Linked DNA regions of Mus musculus: region 1 is linked to region 2. The links are chromatin contacts, called in public HiChIP or PLAC-seq maps. All regions are on one chromosome and are shown on one strand. The core of a region is the stretch at or near the end of the contact, and the rest is flanking DNA. Distances in the headings are between cores, read along the strand shown.

The links. HiChIP or PLAC-seq counts read pairs in DNA pulled down with a chosen protein or histone mark.
Region 1: a FOXA1 HiChIP or PLAC-seq map of pancreatic cancer cells shows a contact between it and region 2. The contact joins two enhancer-like sites. A contact is called at or near these places in 1 of 484 Hi-C or Micro-C datasets (bone marrow-derived macrophages) and 1 of 115 datasets of contacts at active chromatin or transcription factors (pancreatic cancer cells).

Annotation. Positions count from the first base shown.
Region 1 is chr16:76,814,781-76,822,174 of GRCm38.p6, reverse strand. It overlaps the pseudogene LOC102632931. Among named protein-coding and RNA genes, the nearest start is that of Gm30790, 39 kb to the right of the region's middle. Within about 2 kb of position 5,479, at least 31 of the 459 cell types and tissues checked have an H3K27ac peak or open chromatin away from gene starts, as enhancers often do. A contact at or near this core is called in pancreatic cancer cells, where this site is marked.
Region 2 is chr16:76,145,572-76,152,569 of GRCm38.p6, reverse strand. The region is part of intron 1 of 4930578N18Rik (RIKEN cDNA 4930578N18 gene); the gene reads right to left. Among named protein-coding and RNA genes, the nearest start is that of Gm22268, 16 kb to the right of the region's middle. Within about 2 kb of position 2,884, at least 17 of the 459 cell types and tissues checked have an H3K27ac peak or open chromatin away from gene starts, as enhancers often do. A contact at or near this core is called in pancreatic cancer cells, where this site is marked.

The DNA.
Region 1 (7,394 bases), core at 4,230-6,729, 670 kb before region 2:
TTCGCTCTATCATTGACTGCAAAGTGGGTGAACCTCGAGGATATTGAGCTAAGAGAAAGAAGTTGGTCAGAAGGAGAAAAAACACATACAGAGCCTACTAATTTGAGGAACATAGTACTCAAATTCAGAGAAGCATGAGGATGGTGGTGGCCAGCAATTGAGAAGGACACAATGGGGAGCTAGTCAAAGAAGGCTGAGTTTTATTCTGTAAGTGAACGTTCATAACTTACTGAATTTCATGCAGGTAAATGGTTATTAAAGGTAAATCATAAACGTATTTTTTCCATAATAAAAAATTCTTAAGGGCAAAACTGTTTTCAGAATGAATATACATGTGCTCTTCTATTTAAAATATTGTAAAGAGGAAGGGAGGGGCCTCTAAAGAGGAGGGGCATCACAGGTGCTTGGGGGAGCGCTCTGCCTGGCCAACAGGATGGCCGGCAGAGGTAAATTAGTCGCAGTGATTGAACATGAGGACAAGGTGACAGGTTTCCTGTTGGACAGCATACAGGAGCTAAACAAGAACTGCCACCCTAATATCCTGGTAGTGGAGAAGGATACCACCTTCAATTTGTTATAAATTTGATCAATGAGATCAAAGACACTTTCAGGCAGTTTCTAAACAGGGATGACATTGGCAACATTCTCACCGCAGAGATGGCTCGGCATGCCCTGGATGCCCACCCGAGGTCCATTCCAGCTGTCCTGGCGATCCCGTCCAAGAAGCATCCCTACGATGCAGCCAAAAGACTCCATCCTGCACAGTGCCAAGGGTATGTTCATCGCTGAAGACCTGCGCTAGGGCTCCTCAGCCCACAACCCTCCTCTCGCTACCAGGCCTCTCCTGGTTTACCGTGCTCTGTTTAAGTTTCAAGCCTTGGTTTCCAGCCCCTCCCTTCCTATTCACTGAGTGGCTCTTAAGCTGTTGGGGTTCAGTTGTTCAGGTCTAGGCTGGGTAGGGAAAGAAAGCCCAACCGTTTCTCTACTGCCTCCTCCTTGTGCTGTTAAACAGTATCATTGTTGATATTAAAGGAATATTATCTCCAAAAAAAAATGTAAAGATACAGAAAAATGGAGATCTCCAATACTAAATATTTGCTTGCCTCTCTTCCACTTTGAAAAATATTATCAATTTTTATGGAGGAAAATATCTTTTATTGGTGACTTTTGTTGCTTTTTTGTTGCGTTATAATTTCATAAAAACAAAAATTAAAAGAAGACTCCAGTATACCTATTAATAATGTTGACAACATACTATTTCTATTCCATTGGGGTATTTAGAAAATAAATATGAAATAGTATTGGGAATGCGTGATGTATGTTTCTTAACAGTTTTGAGTTATAAGCTCTATTGAAATTATGAGATTTGTTGTAATCAAACATTTGTTATAAATTTGCAAGCATGTTAGCTGAGAGTATTTTTCAATAACCTTATAGGGAAGCCCATACAGTGGATAGTGATACGTGGTGTTAATCTTTAAGGTTTTGAGGACAAAGGCAAAATGAAGTCTAGAAGCAAAGTGTCCCCTCTTGAGTGTCTGTGGCCCGAGGAGATGTCTGCATTGCTCCACAAAAGAGCCCTGACCCAGGACATCCAGCTACACTGTGTCCCCTGAGTTGCAGAAACTATGAGAATGAATTTTCTGTTTAAAGATAGTAAGATGTGGAGCTAATGTACTACACATTGACTGATCACAAATACATTCCTTTAAAAGTAGTATTTTAAGGCAAGATCCATATTAAAATATCTTTTAGATAGTTTGAGTTGCTTTCTGTCATATCTGTGTCATCTTGAAAATTGCCAAACATACTGTAGGCACTCAATAAATACTCAGGAAACTGAGCTGTTAACCAACTTGACCCAAGATGCAAAAGGCGGTAACAAAGTATTAATGATAAGTAAGTGGCGAGTCTGAAAATTTTCTAGCCACCAAATTAAGAAAACATTGGCAGCAGAAACCTTGTTTTCATTCAAAATAAGCGACCTGATGGAGCATATTAACAAACAGGGACATGATTTATTCATTACCATTTGCTACCTCTTGACTGCGAAAATTAAATTGTTCTGCAGATGCTAGATACACCCTGAGACCTTTTCAATTTCTTCTCTGGCCTCCCCTTGTTAATTATTCTTGTTTTCTTTAAAGGACTGCAGGCAAATAAGCAATATCCTGCCTCTTTGGCAAATAATGGATCGTTTGGCTTCCTGAACTTCTGCATAGATTGTGTGTCTCTCCCTGCGTTTACTTAACATCTTGAGCAGAAATGATGGAATTAGAGTGATTTCTTACTGGAAACCAAGCACAGAGAGGAGCAAGTGCTGACTACTTTGGCCACGGTGCAAGATAAAACAGATGTCCAGAAAAGTCACTCCCTCACATTACTTTAAAATATATGTTTCACCGATCTTCTTTATCGCAGAAAAAATTCTTTCCAACTCATCCTTTCTGTTGCTGATCTTATAAGCACCCATATCAAATTATAGATTTGAAATAGAAGAGTCACCCTAGACCTCTAATGTCAAGTGAGAGTGTAAATAAATCAAGTAAAATTGCTTTGCCTTTACTATTAAATAAAACATTATGGAAGCATCTTAGCTCAATTCCTTTTCTAAAATATCCTTATAATGAAATTATATAAAATTAAAGATGTTGCCAAATTGAAACTGAGGTTTAAATCATTGTAAAAAATTTATTATTACTTAACTTTAAATCAGGAATTAGCAACCTTTTGTCTGCTATAAATATTTATTGAAATGTACCCATGTCCATTCCTACAAAGGAAACAAACATTATCTATGATGGCATGCATCCATGCTATAGTTGTAGAATTGCGTATCTGCGACAGAAACTACATCTTGAAATATGAAACATATTCACTGGCCCTTTATAGAAGATATTTGGTGACTCTTGTATACATACAAAACATGAAAGCAAGTCTTTTACATTGCATCACGCTGATGTTAAGTTTCCTTCCAAGGGAAGGCGACTTGAAGACATTTCAGAATTTCATGGAGGAGTACTGTAGCAAGGATGTGACAACCCACGACCACTGCTCAGCTTTGGAGATCACCAGGAAGGTGTTCTTCCTGTATGTTTGGGTTTCTTGTCATCATAAATTCAAATGTGGTTAAGCCAAACCCTTTTAAGCTGAGGAGTGTACTGGCTTCACACCAATCCACACTCACATCTCTACATTTTCCCGCATTTCTTCTCTAAGCCCACCAAGTGACTGATGTTTGGATGTGTCTCCTGAGATACTTGCCTATTGAAAATGTCCAATTCTGCTACCATGACTTGATTCTCCTTTCCTAAATGGATCTTTTCTCCTTAGCTTGCAGTCGCTACAGTTGTCTACAGACTTGGGCTGTCTGCACTCTCTCCAACTCTATATAACAATGTTGAGCTTCATCTTCGAGCGCAGATTCTTGTATCATGGTTATCATTCTCCAGCTTTAATCATGAATAACTCTCTCACCATCTGATTCATAAATTTCTATCTTAGAATGTCTTCTTCTCTGTCTGACCAAGCAAGATACACTGAGCGATAACGGGCATTCTGGTACACTGAACAGGTCATTTGAGGGAGTAAAGGTGCTAGACTAATGTAAACCTAAGGACAGATGCTGTAAAAAAAAAATGTCAGGCTGCTGACTGTTTACATACCACAACTATGTTCTATAGAGGACCAAACAATTATTTGTTTTGACCATGTATGAAAACAGATTTTTAAAAATAAGACTTTTGCTTAAAACTAAAATTAAATATGAAGATTGGCATAAAATAGTAGTAAATATTTGCCAAGAATTAGAAAGCTTATAGGAAAAAAATTCCATAAAGAGCACCAGTGTTAATGACTTGAGCTAGGCAGGTAGCTATTATGTTTAAAATTGGGATGATACTTATGGTCTATAAAGATTTCTGATTGTGGTAATGACTCAATTTTTATGTTTGTTTTGCTTTTCATTTTGACCAAGATATAGTTAAAAGGCAAGTTAAAAATAAATAAGCAAATAATAAAAAAATAAGAGGCCACACTTAAATTACTTAGAAATTTCTTTTCTTTTCTTTCTAGTTCCTAACTGCCAGCTTCTCTTTTCATTTAAGACTCTTATCTTTGAATAAGCGTTTTGCACATAATATTTGAATCAAAGAATAAGGTTTAAAGACTCGAGGGCACAAAACTTTGTAAAGAGTAGCATAGAGTACGCTGGGGAGGTAGACCAGAGGTTTGGAGAACTTAGTAGGAAGTCATGAGGACCAGACTTTGGATATGAGAATCACATAACAATCTTGCATATACATACCCATAAACACAGCTCCAAGCCAGGCTGATGCTGGAAGATCACGAGTGCTAGGCTAGATGAGAATAGAGTAGCCGCAGCCAAGGAGCATGTCTTCATCAAAGGAACAGGAGAGGGCAATCGAGAAGAACCAACTTACAAAAACACGTGTGTCTGCACACACGTATGTGCATACCCTAACTCAAACACACACACACACACACACACACACACACACACACACACACACACACACACACACACACAGAGACACACCCATAGATTAAAACAAACTAACAATGTATCTTTGTGGAAAGTAATGCAAGGAGCTAGAGAAAAAAATTATAAAGGGAAGAAAAGCAGAAGGAAAATAGATGAAGGAGGCACTGTCCAGTGTTTGAGATAAGACGAGGAGTGTGTAAACTGAGAACGGGAACGTGGGCAAGGACTCAGGGAAGCACCATGCTTTAACCTCTGTGAAGAGCCCATTAAGAAGAGATGGAAACTAGCTGCTGGCCATAAAGGTGGTGTGACCTCCTGTAATTATCCTGTATACAAAAGATGTGAGTCCCAACTCCATCACGAATGACCTTATGTCCTGGGTGAAAGGAGCCATGAAGATGAGTGGTTCTGGTCTAAATGCGCAAATTGTACCATGAAATGGGACCAAGAATGCTCAGCGCAGTGCCATGACTGGACAGGGAATTCTCCAGACACAGTAATCAAAGTTCTCGATAGTACTATAGCAAAAATTATGGGTAATATGGAAAAACACAATGTTGGGTACAAGAAGTTATTCTCGGTAAAGACACACATTCAGTTAAAATATATTTAAGGTGAGCCTTCTGTATGTTAGGGCTCATTGTTCTAGGCTTCAAAGATCAAACTACTGGGTACAAACTACAGTAGGACTTCAGAATGTTGACCTTCCAGTAGTGGGGGCTGTTCAAACCAAAGAATTATTTCCTCCGAGGAAGAGGCAGGACAGCTGCTTTATCGCATGAATTGACACTTATTACATTTCAATGTGAAGCAAATAAGAAAACGGAAAGGACTGTGCATTTAAGAGCCAGGCCACCAGGAAGAGCTGGTTTTCTGCTCCACAACGAAGAGGATGATTACTATGACGAGTCTAAAAGGGCATGTGGGTTCTCAACAGGTGTCCCAAGTAGGCAAGGGCAGGGCACACAATGAGCAATGTGCGCAGAGGGCAGGAGCTTGGCACAAGAACCCAGAGGGAGTAGGAAGATGAGTCATAGCAGAGGAACTAGAGGAGCGTGAGTTTGAGGACGTGAGAGGGCAGGCGACCACAGGAGTGTGCGTTTGAGGGGTGGCCAAGAATGGCAGCAATGAATATCTCTGTGGGATTAAGTGGCCCCAAGCTTCTGAAAGACTCTGGCTTCAAGTCTGTTCACCTTGGAACGCACACACGCACACACACACAGAGATGTGGAGTTGGGATGAGAGAGAGAGAGAGACAGAGAGAGAGAGAGAGAGAGAGAGAGTTGGCACGGGCTTCTGTCTGTGTCCCAGCCCAGTCAGCGTCTCGGTCAGACTTCCAGAATGGATGGCCTCTGTTGAGTGAGGGCCAGCTTGGCTGGAAGGACAGTGGGGAAGCAAGACCTCAGTCAGGCATGAGAGAAGCATACTGGGAGTGAAAGATTCCTCCTGGTCTTGTGGGCTCAGTCATGTGAGGGGTCTGGGTAGACACGGCCATAGATCATTACCAAGGCCATGTCACAGTGAACAGTGAATTCTTGCTTCCCTGTGTGGTCCAGCTCTTACCCAACTGGGAAGAGTCGGACGGAGTCAAGGAAGCGTCTCTATGCTCTCAATTTGGGCAGCTCATCTGTGAGCAGATCTGTTTGAGATGAAGAGATTTGGTTTGGAGCAATTTCCTCTCCACAACCAAAACAAACTGTAGTAGATGTAATTTACCATAAAGTTGCAATCAATGTGGAATTAAGCAAATGTCATGAGAAATTTTTATTCTTTACGCTAAAGGGTATGCAGTTATATGGTATATATATATATATATAATCTCCCCCACACTTACATTGTAATTTTCTCCTACTTAGATATTCTTTTCTTTTTCCTGACTACAAACATTCCTGAATTTTGGTTTGTGGTTCTCTGTTGGCAAAGCTTCATGCACAAAAACCAAGTCCAAAGATCTGGACCCAACAGAACAGCAGTGTTGGGAAGAAAGTATTTTTAGGAAGCTGTTGAAGGATGTGATATATTTATTGCTTTGAGTTGTACTTTTCTGTTTGTTCAAATAAGCATCAGACACCAAAAGATTTTGGAGCTCATAGAATCTCAAGTTGAGTAGGCTGAAAATTTTTATCTGTCTTTAAAACTGGGTTTTGGAAGAATGTCTTCCTAGTCGTTTCTGTCACTTGTATCAACACTGTTTTGGTTAATTTTTCTCTTGTGAACAATAGCCTCTGCTTTCTAAATGCTTAAAAATAGAAATAACATTGAACTCATAGATGCTGTATGTAAGTTATGTCATATGTGTGTGTGCATATGACAACATTTTATAAAGTAAGCAAGATAAAAGGCTAACAACTAACTACAGAATACTGTAATTACAGATAATATACTTTAACAAAATTGTTAAATAACACAATGAGCCGGACAACTATCAGAGCACAAGACTTTATCATGCTGCTCAAAATAATATAGAGTTTAAAAATAACAAATGGTTTCTTTCTGGAATTTTCCATGCATTATTTCAGACTTCAGTAAACCTAAGGCAGCAGAAAATCCAGAGAGGGAAATCATAAGACAAAGGAGGACTCCTGGATTTTGCCATTCTTTTTGATGTGATTCAATTTTGCTTTTATTAATGTTTAGCACTCTCCAAATTCAACGCCTGCCGTGGTTGTTTTCTATGTGGTCTTTATGACGTTGTAGATGATGCATATCCTGAACTCAAAATCCTGACTGGGGGAGGGAAGTCTTTTGACAGAAGTCCTCTGATGGAATACTCAAGTACTGCTCTCTGAGGGAAGGGCCATTTGTCATTTCCCTTTGTTTACAGTCTTGAGCCAGTTTTCAACTCATGTGGAGGTGGGTCTGCCCAAATCAATTTGTATTCATTGTTCAA
Region 2 (6,998 bases), core at 1,635-4,134:
CATATGTTACCTAGCCTAAACACTGGGCAAAAATCATCTGACTGAAACTGCATCTTATAATAGAACATTGAATATGTCATGTAACACATTGAAGATTTGTCTTACAAAAGCACTGGCTACCGTGAACACTACTAGAGTAATTTTAGGAACTGAAAGGCTAATTGGAAGTTGTGGCTATGGCCACTAGCTGGCTCCCAGGAGATATCATGACGTATACTCCTAGTCTAGAGATAATTCAAAATTCAAGGTAGGAATATCTGTTGAGTATTATCCAATCACTGTAAAAGTAAAAGTAGAAAAAAAAAATAGGTCCATCCTTGTAAAGTCAAGGACTGTCTGCCATGACTCTATTGAAGGGGTTCTTCTTCATAGTACGGGTTGACTTCAGAGGCAGCAGTCGCACCTCATCATGCTTGGTGTTCCTTCACACTCTGCATAAATATTTCCTGAGATGAATTCATTCGATAGACTTCACAAAATTGGGAGAGGCTAGGTACATTGCAATTTTAATATTGCATTTTTTGTATGTATAGCAAAAGCTAAATTATTCATATTGTCATTAAATTTTAAAAATAAATAACAATTAAATTTCTTGCCCATTAATCATCTGCAAATGAAAGCCAGCGAAGGCTGCTAGTCTACGTGGCTGTCTGCTTGGAGGACACGGATTTAAAAAAAAATACTATTTCCATGCTGGATAATCACTACACGGTGAAAAAAGGAGTCTTCTGAAAATTTACACGCAGAGGAGATGTTCTTTAAACTCTTTGTAAATTCTTTTCCATATTTCTTTTCTAATTACAAACATTATTTTATATAGTTTTTAAAATAGAAAATTCCTTCTTTATGCATAATACAAGTCTGTTCAGCCTTCTTGTGTTATATCACTACAAAAATATTAGCAGACATTTACTAAATGTTTGCTTTATGTCAGGGACTATTTAACGTACTTTATTTATAGATACATACACATATGATTTTACACACACGCGCGCGCGCGCGCGCACACACACACACACACACACACAAAATAAGTCATATATAATTCTCAAGGGTACTATGATATAATTACCATTGTTGACAGTGTTTGAAACATGGAAAAAGGAAGATCCCGGGTAAATTGGGAACTTGTCCAGAGATTTACAGATTCAGTTCTCACTGTCTGTCTGTTTACAGGCTGTGTCCTCCGGTTTTTCACATTGCATGCGGTGGGTAGAAATGAACTATAATAGAGTTTGTAAGAGTGCATATTTTCTACTCTGCAATAAGGCACAGCACCCAAGCTGAGCTCGGTGGCACGGTTTTGAATTTGGAGCTATGCTTTAACTATTTCAACTATCCGCACATCATGTTAACGCTGTAGCACGGAGTACAGTCTCACTGTGGAGCAAGTGCAAGCCCTGTTTGCCCCTGGATGAAATCCCCAAATAAAATGTAGAGGGAACAGACCCAGAAAACTACACCCGTTCTCCTCCTTTCTCTCCGAGTCAACTCCTTTTCTCTCTTATTGTATCTGCTTTTTACCAGTCACTTCTCTGGGTGAATTTGTTGGTGTTATTAGAAAATGCTTGCTTTACATTCATTTTATGCAGATTGTTATTTTAGACATATTTACATTTCAATCCTCATTCAGAGTACAGAGTTGCAGTTCAGCTTAGCTTTTTGCTGGATTATCCCAAAGTCCTTAGCAAACGAATTTAGATGACTGAGGATTTACTACACATTTCAGTCTGCTATTCCCCCACCATGATTGTTGTGTGTTAATTGAATACTGTTGATACTAATTCAGGGCTTGGGAAAACGGTACTTGCTGTCATAGGGCTTTTCCTTGACCTTCAAAAAATGTACCAGTCATTCTGATGAACACTTGCAAACTATTTTAGATTTCTTTCAATCCTCTTAGCCTTTGTAGATTATCAGATTCACAAGGATTACCCATCAAGAACCAAATGGCAGATGTCAGGGATTCCGGCTATCTCTCCTAGCATGCCCTAGACCATCACGTTTTTTTTACATTATTGTTTTCAAGAACTGTGGGTGCCGAGCAATGGAGAAGAATGTTGATTTTTGATGGAAAAAGTAGCAAGGTTAGAAGTTATTGTCCCAAACAACCTAGGAAGAATATATTTATTCTATTTAAAGATAAAGTAATCGAGCTAGGGAGATGGCTTGTATAGAGAAGTGCTTGCTACTCAAGTGTGAAGACCTGAGTTCACGTCTCTAGCACCCACTTAAAGAGGTGAGAAATCACATGTACCCATAATTTTAAGTCTGTGGGAGGAAGATAGAAACAGGAAGACCACTGAGACTCGCTGGCCACCAGCCTATCTGTAGGTTCAGCAAGAAACCCTGTCTCAAGGGAAGAAGAGTGAGAGATCAACATACAGTACCTTCTTCATAGGTTCACAAACATCAACATGAATATATTTGTGCATAGACCACACATTTACATACACAGACACACAGAGAAGGGTGTGGTATAGTTGTAAAGAATGAGTAATTTCAGCAAAATCCTTATTTCAGTGAACAGGGGAGCATGATAAGTTACATGTGTGTGCGTGAGATAGAGTGTGTGTTATGAGTGTGTGTGTCTCCTTCACAATATGTGAATATGAAAGGAAACTGTGAACAGACTCAGTACACTCGTCTAATGTCTATAATTGACTAAGAGACTACACAAAAGACAATTATGGGCAGACACTGGCTTTGAATGAACTGAAATGACGTCTTCCAGGGAGCATTTGCCAGCATTGGGCTTTGTAAATCACTCATTTAATGTCCTGGGAAGGCTGTTTCATTTCACAGGAAGTCAACATGATGAGTCGGACCTGACTCAGTCATGTTGGTGTGTGACAGTAACACTGGATGCTTGGTGAGGAGGAATTACCGCAGAATGGGGGAAATTTACATGAACCCAGCCTAAATAGATCATGCCTAGCAGTGCAGCTTCCTGAGAGAATAGTAAAGAAAGTTCGGATTGGCCTCAGCTTTCATCATAGCTTTGTCAGTCAGATGGATGAGCTTGCTAAGGTGAGCTCGTGTGAACTGCAGCTCTCTTCCTGCTGTCTTTCCTCTTCAAGACCAATGCTGTCATGATGCTTGTCTGTGCGTGTGCACATGCACTGCACACACAAGTGTGTGTCAGTGTGCATGTGTAACCAGCCTAGAAGGGGAGAGAAGAATAGGGGAGGCAGTGAGAAGAAGTTAGGTAATTGGTTCCTAAGAGTATTTGTGTGTGTGTGTGTGTGTTGTGTACGTGTGTTTGTGTCTGCATGCATGTGTACCGTCAACATTGTGTTTGTGTGAATTACAATCCATTCTGAGACCTTCTGAAGCTATTATTGCCTCTTCCAATCAGTTTCTCAGGAATTAAGTTTGACTCTTGAAGAGGCAGGCAACAGCCTGTACCATTTGTAAAAGTCCTCTGGTGATTGTGCATCCCTTAAAGGCCACTCCACAAACTCTGCACAGTGACATTTTAGCACACGGGCCTCCAGTGAGGACCTCTGCATTTTCTCTGCTAACTACAAAGAAAAATGAATCTCACAAATCAGTGGTGAGCTCATCTTAGGTCTTTACTGTATGTTTAGAAAGTTTGGGAAAAGTGGGACTGGGATTTTAAAGTCCATTCCATGCAAGACTTAGAGAAAGTTCTGGAAGCTCTAATAAACCAGATAAACAAACAAACAAACAAATCCAAAACCAAAACCAACCAACCAACCAAAAAATTCCAGACCATGTGTGTCAATTGCCTAGGAAGCATGGACTTGAGGACTTATACAAGAGATTTATGGACACCAATTAGACACACGAAAATAAGTAAAAACATCGAAGTAATATATGTTAAAGTGGAGATTGAGATAAGGGGTGTGCCATTAATCACTTATTTTAAAAATTAAAAAAATTTCAACTGTGATCACTCATTGTCATTCCTGAGATGACGGCCTTACGTCAGCAGCTTGCCTTGGTTAGTTTGGGGCCCTATGTTTGGTTTCCAAACTCCTGTGGCCTTGCAGCCCCTTTAACCTTAGCATTCTAGAACAGTGGGTCTCAACGTCCCTGATGTTGTCCCTCATGCTATGACCCTATATTTAATACAGTTCCTCATGTCGTGGTGACTCCAACCGTAAAATTATTTTTGTTGCTACTTTCTAACTGTAATTGTGCTACTGTTATGAATTGTAATCTAAGTATTTGTGTTTTCTGATGGTCACGGGTAAGCCCTGTGAGAAGATCATCCCATGCCCAGAGGGGACGCAACCCATAGACTGGGAACCTCTGCTTAGAACACTTGCTGCTCTAAGGCAGAGACACTCTTTTCACGACCATAACCTTATGATTTCTATGATCTACATACGAATCTAATTTCTTTCTGGGTTACCTGCTTCTTCTTACTCTGTAAGGAAAGAAAGGAGGAGTGAATTGGTTTCGAAGCATGCATGCTTGCTTTCCAAGGAAGGAGGTTAAATGCTATTGGAAGCAGTTGTGTTTAATGCTTAAAGTGGTCGTTCCTAAATTGGATGCTTGGCTGGTGATCAGAGATTCTAGGAAAGCATTTTAATTGATTACAGTGTTTGGCTTCAAAATGCCCTTGCATGTGCTTGGGAAATCCATTTTTTGGACATATATATCTTTCTTAAAGAAAATTCTCTCTGAGGGAACAGAAAAAGGTGTGAGGTCATGTTCTCTTCTAATTAAAGATTACACATTTCTTTTTCTAACATATATATTTTGTACCACGCACTTCCTTTTAACCTTTTTTTTATAGCATCTAGATATACATTTTGATATGTTCTTGTTTTCATGTTATGAAATTTAAAAGATAATTTAGGGCTGGAGATATATAACTTGGTAGTTGACACCTTGTTTAGGGATACAAGGTTCTGGCCTTAATTCATAGCAACACATTAAAGTTCTCTGCTGTTTAACTTGATCATTGATTCATAAGATATTTCAAAATACAGTGCTTGGTCTGTGTATATGATTACTGACGTGCGTGCTGCTGCTCATATCTGTGGTGGTGAAAGACCTCCTGTGTTTGGTCTTCTTTCTCTCTTTCTCTCTCTCTCTCTCTCTCTCTCTCTTTTAAATTAGATATTTTCTTTATTTACATTTCAAATGTTATCCCCTTTCCTAGTCCCCCACACCCCTAGGAATACTACTATCCCCTCTCGCTCCCCCTGCTTCTATGAGGGTACTCAAGCACCCACCCACCCACCCACCCACTCCCACCTCCCCACCCTGGCATTACCCTACACTGGGGCATGGAGCCTTTACAGGACCAAGGACCTCTCCTCCCATTGATGCCTGACAAGGCCATCCTCTGCTACATATATATGGCTGGAGCCATGGGTCCCTCCATGTGTACTCTTTGGTTGGTGTTTTAATCCCTGGGAGCTTTGGGAGGGGGGTCTGGTTGGTTTGGTTGATATTGTTGTTTTTCCTATGGGGTTGCAAAACCCTTCTGCTCAGTCCTTATATAAATATTTACATAACATATAAAGCATATATTACAGTACATATATGATATATCACATCCTTAGACAATTATATAAAATTAATATATTATGTGAAACTATCATGTTTCTAAATGAGGTTATCAATGTCCATTTCCACAGTCACACATTTAATCCAAAGGGCTTTCAAGGAGTGAAGAAAAGCAACCAGTTGGCAGGGATTGAACATAGGAAGTAGGAAGGAGGGACATTGAGTTAAAGGTATTTAAAACAGCATGGAGGAGGAGGAGGGGCTTTTTCCTTCTGGTGTGTCAGTACGGGAAGGTCAACTGGATGCTTTCTCTGCCTCTCTGAGCTAGTAGGTTTTTCACCCCAGCATCTGGTTCCTGAGTCCTCTTTGGTAAAATAGAGTGGATAGAATTTTATTTTATAACATAACATCCCTCCTCTTTATAGTTCCCAGTTTCTAGTAACTAACAGTTCTCCTCTCAAGTTTCTGTGAGAGTTCTTAGGAGAAGCTTGCGTGAGAAGATGTGATTCTTACGTTTCTGTGTATGGTTTGCTAACGTCTACTGACACCACACCTGACTAAATTTCAATTTTAATGGCCAAATAACATTGTATTATGCATACCCATCACATTTTCATTATATATTAGTCAGTTAATGGACACTTATAGGCTATTTTTCATAGTATTGCAATAAACTTGCACTTGTAAAATGTCTTTGATATAATGATGCATTTTCTCTAAATCCATACTTCGTAATAGGATTCCTGAACTACATGGTGGTCATATTTTTGTTTTTAGGCTCCTTTATACAATGGTTATATTAATTGACATCCCCATCAACAGTGTAAGAATTTCCTTTCCTGTGAGGAGCCGCCTTTGCAATTGCCATTACAAGATGACGCTGATATCCGGTGTTCTAACTGGTAAACAAATAGTCTGTGCATGTGCTGGGGTATTTTTCCATTCCTTGTGCCCTGCCTGTCCCGTGGCATCATCTGGGCTGATGGTAAGCAACCAGTCAGGGTGAAATACGTCTCCACCTGCTCTTGTGGTCTATTTAAGGACCGAGTTTCCTGTGTTCTGGGCCTCCTCCCCCAGAAGCTGATCATCTTTCTCTCGAGATGCATTAAAGCTATGTTGCAGAAGAACCCATGTGTGTCCTCGCCGGAGAGACTCCTTATCATCACAGACACACTTTCCATGCTTGCCAATGTTCACCTCTCAAATTATTATTCTTTCAGGTTTTTTCAGTGGAAGAAGGGACCAAGTAGACATTTTGATATATATCTCCTTGATGATTAGTGATATTTAGTATTTTTTTCATATAACTTTTGCCCAGTTGTATGTCTTTTGAAAAATACCTACTCATGTTTTCTGGTTTTCAGAATACCCAGAATTCCCCTTTCAGGGTCTCTAGTGATGTACGCTTCATGTGACACTTTGGAGATCATTGTATTTTCTACCTTTCTCCAGCCAGCATGTCATACCCATAAAAAACATATTAGTGGCAGGAATGTGAAAACTCATGCCAG